Linked DNA regions of Sus scrofa: region 1 is linked to region 2. The links are chromatin contacts, called in public promoter capture Hi-C maps. All regions are on one chromosome and are shown on one strand. The core of a region is the stretch at or near the end of the contact, and the rest is flanking DNA. Distances in the headings are between cores, read along the strand shown. Region 1 holds the start of LOC110259471 (macrophage-expressed gene 1 protein-like). Region 2 holds the start of FAM111B (protein FAM111B).

Region 1 (2,700 bases), core at 86-2,585, 190 kb before region 2:
GCACTGGAAGAAGAGCCAGCACCTGTTGCACTGCTTCTTGCACTCAGGACGGACCTCGCTCCACGTCTTCAGCTGGCTGCTCAGGGCGCTGGCTGTGTAATTGGCCGGGCAAGAGGCTTTGCCGGTGAGCGGGTTTGCGATGCGATAGGGCTGGCAGAGGTCCTTGGCATCCTTCCCGGACACCACCTGGCACTCCTGGAAGACGCCGCCGAAGGGGAAATTGGCACGGTGGCTGCTTTTGCACGAGCCGTCGTCTACATTGGCCTGGGGGTCAAAGCCGGGCTCCCCGAGCTTCAAGCATCCCGGATGCGTGTTGACCGCGTAGTAGCGCTTGATGGCGTTTTGCACGGCGGCCGCCAGGCGTCGCACGGCGGGCGCTGGGAGTTGGGGCAGCGATTCAGGCAGGAGCAGCTCGGGCAGAGGCAGGCCCGATCTGCCGATGGCCACCAGCCGGTTGCCAATGCTCTCCTGCCATTTCTGCAGGGTAATGCCGGGGTAGAAGGGCACGCCGCCGTGGCTGTGAATCTTGGAGGCCACCGTGCCCCGCACATAGTCCTGCAGGAGCTGGTTCTGCTTCTGCCAGGAGGCTTCGGCTGCAAAGTTGACCTTTTTGAAAAACAAGGCCGAGGCAGCAAGGGTGATGTTGATCTTGTTTTGGGTTATCCCCTCCACCAGCTCCCTCCTCACCTGGTCCTCCTGCACCAAGGTAGCTCCGACTTCCATATCAGTGAGGACGTGCGTACCGAACCTGAACACTAGCATATCCGCCAGGTACTCGGCCTCGTGGGTCTGGTTGTTCTCCAGGTATTCGCTGAGGGTCAGCAGATGCTGCAGAAAGGCGGGGTGGAAGTCGGGACTCTCGGAGGCCTTCACAGAGTAGATGTGGTGGCGGATCTGCACCCGCATCGTGACGGTCTTGTACTCCAGGTTGTACTTCTTGACCTGCTGGCACTCCGTGGAGAACTTCCCATTGATTTTGGAGAGGAAGGAGACCTCAGCGTTGATGGAGGCCGCCCAGATGTCGGTGTAGTTGACCCAGTTGTCAATGAGTTCCGCGCGGGACTCCACGACACTCTCCCGCCGCGGCACCACACTCATCTGGTCGGGGATGAGGTACTCGCCGTCCTCGGAGGTGAGGCATTGCGAATAGTCTCGCCTCAGCACCTGCTCCAGCTCCACGTTGCGCAGGTTGTCCCAGCCAGCTCCTGGCAGGGCGCCCAGCACTGACACATTCAACATCTGCTTGCAGCTTTGGAAGCCGTGCAGTCCCTGTTCGCCCATGCCACTGTGTGCGGCCAAGAGGAAAAGCAGCAGGGGCGCAAGGAACAGGGCCATGGCTGGAGAAGAGCTTCGCCTGTGCTCCTCCGGTCTTGGGGTCCCTTTGGAGAAGTCCCTGGCTTGGGAGCTAAATATGCCCAGAGCCTCTAGTCAGGGACTCGGCCCACCTCAGGCCCCTCCCCTAGAAACAGCCCCTTTTCAGGCCCCTCTCTTAGAGATCTTTAGAGGACAGAGGGAAAGTAGATCTCTTATCAGAAGAACAAGGGGAATGAAACTGATTCCAAGCTTTGGGTCAGGGAAGGGGGTCATTAAACTGCTGAAGAGGTCATTGCCCCAAGGCTATCTTGAATTCATCAAGGGAATTCCCGTTGTGGCTCCGTGGGATCAAGAACTGGACTAGTGTCCATGAGGATTTGGGTTTGATCTCTGGCCTTGCTTAGTGGGTTAAGAATCTGGTGTGGCTGCAAGCTGTGGTGTAGGTTGCAGATGTGGCTCAGTTCCTGTGTTGTCATGGCTGTGGTATAGCCTGGCAGCTGCAGCTCTGATTCCACTCCTAGCCTGGGAACTTCCATATGCAGCAGCAGGTGTGGCCCTAAAAAGACAAAAAAAAAAAAAAATCAAAACTTCTCTACTGAAAACCTGGTGTTTTAGTCCCTCCTTGGGTCCTGGCCACAGGATGCAGTAGAGTCCTGTTACGTAAGTTTCAAGCTCAGGCTGGGTGAGAAAATAGCCCAGGAAAACTGGGTCTCTCCCTGGTTGACCAGTCAGCTGGCAGACACTGTGGCTGGAGGTCACATTCACTCCCGGCTGATGTCTTTGTGGGCCTTCAGCAGATATTCCAGAAAAGAGCCCCTTTCTGGACAAGGGCAGGCTTAGGGCAGCTCTAAAATAAATAAGTAAATAAATAAAACAGGGTTGGCAGTGCCGGTGCTCCAGAGCCTTGGCATATGGTCAGGACAGAACTTCTCAAGGGGGTGTCACACACTCCACAGACAGTCTGGGGCCCAAGAATTTTTCTGCTCCTATTCCATCTGCTTAGAGCTCTCCAGGGCTTTTCTCCCCTTGAGATCAGCAGCTGCTCTTACCCTGGGCTAGTGCTTTATAATTCTATTGTAACCTCTCCTTGGTTTCTTCCTACACAGTAGGAAACAGGCCGAGAGAAGTCTGGTAAAGTACCCATGGTCACAGGTAGGTAGACAGTGGAACTAGCATTTGAATCCAGGTTCATCCGAGGCCAAAGCACACTTTCCATCCATGGATCTGAGCTTGGGGCTTCTTCCTCTTCAGTGTCAGGGGCTTCTTGATTTCTGTCTCTCCTGGGGCTTTTGCAGTTAAAGAAGCTCCTGGAAAGGGCGTATGGGATTGCCTAACAGGGAGGTATCACTCCGTTACACCTGTTTGCAGTAGTGTGCTTGGTCTTTT
Region 2 (2,700 bases), core at 173-2,672:
TAAAAATCAGATTATATGACTCCCTTGCTTCAAACTCTCTGTTTAGAATAAATCTCACATTTGTAATAAAATCCAGACTCCTTAACGTAACCTACAGTTTGCTTAGTGACCATGGCAAATACGAGTACTCCTGAAGTTATGATCCTTTCCAGGACAAATTCTCCGTCCTCAGAAACATCAGGCAACATCAACAGCACCCTCCCCTACGCCTCTTACTTTTCATAACTTTTTTTTAACATCTCCAGTCTACAAAGAAATGAGAATCAGCAAGTCCCCTTGGGCAAAAATTTGTCCTCCTTCTGTGTATGTTAGTACCGGTCACTTGTACCACTTTAAGATGATTTAAAGAAGAGCCGTGATTTGATCAAATTATCATAGTTTTTCTCTTTTCTTCCAGCCTTTTCATATTATTTTTACAATTACACTTCTAAGGTTCACTCTGTCCAAACCCCACTGAGCACCTGGAATTTAAACAATGATCACAGTTGCTCTGTATATAGTTTACATTAAGTCCAGAAAAGCTGTCAGTAGTATCCCAACACCATCAGTCTTTACATAAACATCCATTCTACTTCAAAAGGAAGGGTTACTCATCACCTACCAGTTCTATTTTCCCCTTCTTTGACCAGCTTCTCAAAAATAGCATCCAAAACGAAGGCACCCCCTCCTGTTCAGTTTCTTAAACGGTAAAATGTTTTCTCAAGCCCACTTTTTGGTCATCAGTTGGAAGATGGGTAACGCTGCAGCCCCCTTAGGACTGGAAATTTCTAATGCACGTTCTGGGAACCGAGAGGGCAGCTGCTGGTCTCTTCCTCCTGGTTGGAGAGTTTCTGTGCAACAGCCTCTAGATGAAGTTGTCACTTTTGCGGGGGACACCAAGTCTGCCGCCTGCTTTGGGCCACTTCATGCGCTGGAAGCTGGCGAAGTGTACGGCCACAACCCCGCAGGTTCCGGGCCAGGAGCCTCTCCTGGGAAGCTCAGTCCACTGCTGCTGCCCATCCTGGAGTGGCTGAGGGGATGCGATGGCCGCTCACTCAGCTTCAGCGACCAGGCTGTTGGGCCTGCTCTTCCGACTCCGGGGCTCACCGTTCCCACCCCAAGCCGCCACTGTGTAATTTGACCCTCGGGCAGAACGCTCCTCCCTCTACCGCCCCTCGCTAGCTCAGCAACTCTCCCGACTACAATAGATGCAGATTTGGCGGGCAGGGATGAAGGGAAATAACTGCTCCAAGTTTGACCCGGAACAAGGAAGCTGGCTGTGGACCTAGGGTGGGAAGGGAATGGATGAACAGGACCGGGGCGGGGTAATCACGGCCATCTGCGCGGCTGGGCACGTCTCTCCCCGTTACCCCGCGTGATGCAGTCCACACCCATCTTTTTCTGGCACCCGCTCAGAGGCCGGAATCGGCCAATCGGCTTCCAAAGTGGATGAGTGTCTGTCGGAAGAGCGCAGACAGCCTCTGCAGCTTCCCGCCCGACGGTCTACTCCCTGGCGCATTGCTCGCTTTCACTTGCTAGGGTGAACATTCCAGGAAGCCTCAGCGAAGCGCCGTCATCGCCCCTCTTCTGGATCCCAGCAAGGCTGGCACAGACACTGTTGGGGCAGATTCACAGCTTCTGTGAGTGGCTCCTCCGGTGGGAGTTCTTAGGGGATGGTTGTCAAGGGCGCTAGCTAGAAGGATCTCAGTCCAGATCCTAGGAGGTTTTGGAGGGAGAGGGACTGAGGCATCCTCCCGTTGTGGTAAACCACTCCCCAGCCTCAAGAGTTTTACACCTGGAAAGGCTTTGAGATAGTCTAGGTAGCTGTTCCAACCGAGGTGCGGTGGGGCTTTGGAGGGAGGGAGGGGGGCGCATGTAAGTTCCTTGGAAGTTACTGTTCCATCGATTTTGCCTACTTTTGTCCGTTTTGCTTTCAGACTGGAGGGTAAATCCGGTCCCTGGCACTTTATTTGGCCAGACGTCTAAGGTAATAACTGTCTTAATATTCTCGTCTCCTAGTTCTGTCAGCTGTGTCCACTTCTGGATCTGTTCCTTTTCACTAATTTTTCTCCTCATTGTGGATCATATTTTCCTGCTTCTTTTTTATGCCTGGTAATTTTTGACTGGACATCAAGCATTGCCGATTTCACATGGGGGGGGGGTGTTCAAGAAATGCTTCTATTCTCATCAATATTCTAGAACTTCCTTCTAGTGCACAGTTTGGAAACAGAGTCATCCTTCCAAGCCTTGCTTTTAAACTTTGTCAGGTGAGACCAGAGTGGCCTTTATCTAGGACTAATTTTGTCCTATTGAGTGTAGAGGCAATACCTTTCTGAAGAGACTGCCTGGTATATTATGAATTATGAAGTTTTCTAGTTTGCCTTTGGGAAACAGAAACTATTCTCAACCCTGTATGGGCTTCAGAATTGTTCCTTTTTTTCCTGTTGGGCAGTTCTTCTCCTGGCTTCTAGCAGTTTCTTACACTCATGCACTGAGCAATATTAAGCTGCAGTTTCAAGGGAAGGGAACCCAGTACAGATCTGCCACACTTCCTCCATCTGGGCAGCTGTAGCTTTCTAGTACTCTTCTCTACAAACTCTAGCCCCCTGGGCCCTCCGTGACTCTTAGTTTCTCTTCTCAACTCAAGGAAACTGACAGGCTCTGCTTGTGTCCCGCTTCCCTGACACACAGCCTGGAAACACTCCCCAGGCTATAAGCTAA

What was found. Promoter capture Hi-C pulls out the DNA fragments that hold promoters and counts their contacts.
Region 1: a contact with region 2 is called in a promoter capture Hi-C map of liver, with 9 times the contacts expected there. The contact joins the promoter of LOC110259471 here to the promoter of FAM111B in region 2. A contact is called at or near these places in 3 of 5 promoter capture datasets (fetal liver, fetal skeletal muscle and liver), 20 of 47 Hi-C or Micro-C datasets (alveolar macrophages, brain, embryonic fibroblasts and 10 more) and 2 of 2 datasets of contacts at active chromatin or transcription factors (alveolar macrophages and skeletal muscle).

Annotation. Positions count from the first base shown.
Region 1 is chr2:12,471,562-12,474,261 of Sscrofa11.1, reverse strand. LOC110259471 (macrophage-expressed gene 1 protein-like) reads right to left here and starts at 1,335. Exons shown (of 1, transcript XM_021084736.1): 1 at 1-1,335. The coding sequence starts at 1,335.
Region 2 is chr2:12,278,108-12,280,807 of Sscrofa11.1, reverse strand. FAM111B (protein FAM111B) reads left to right here and starts at 1,422. Exons shown (of 4, transcript XM_003353861.3): 1 at 1,422-1,619; 2 at 1,917-1,966. It overlaps GLYATL2 (glycine N-acyltransferase-like protein 2), which reads right to left and starts at 715. Exons shown (of 8, transcript XM_005660879.3): 1 at 602-715.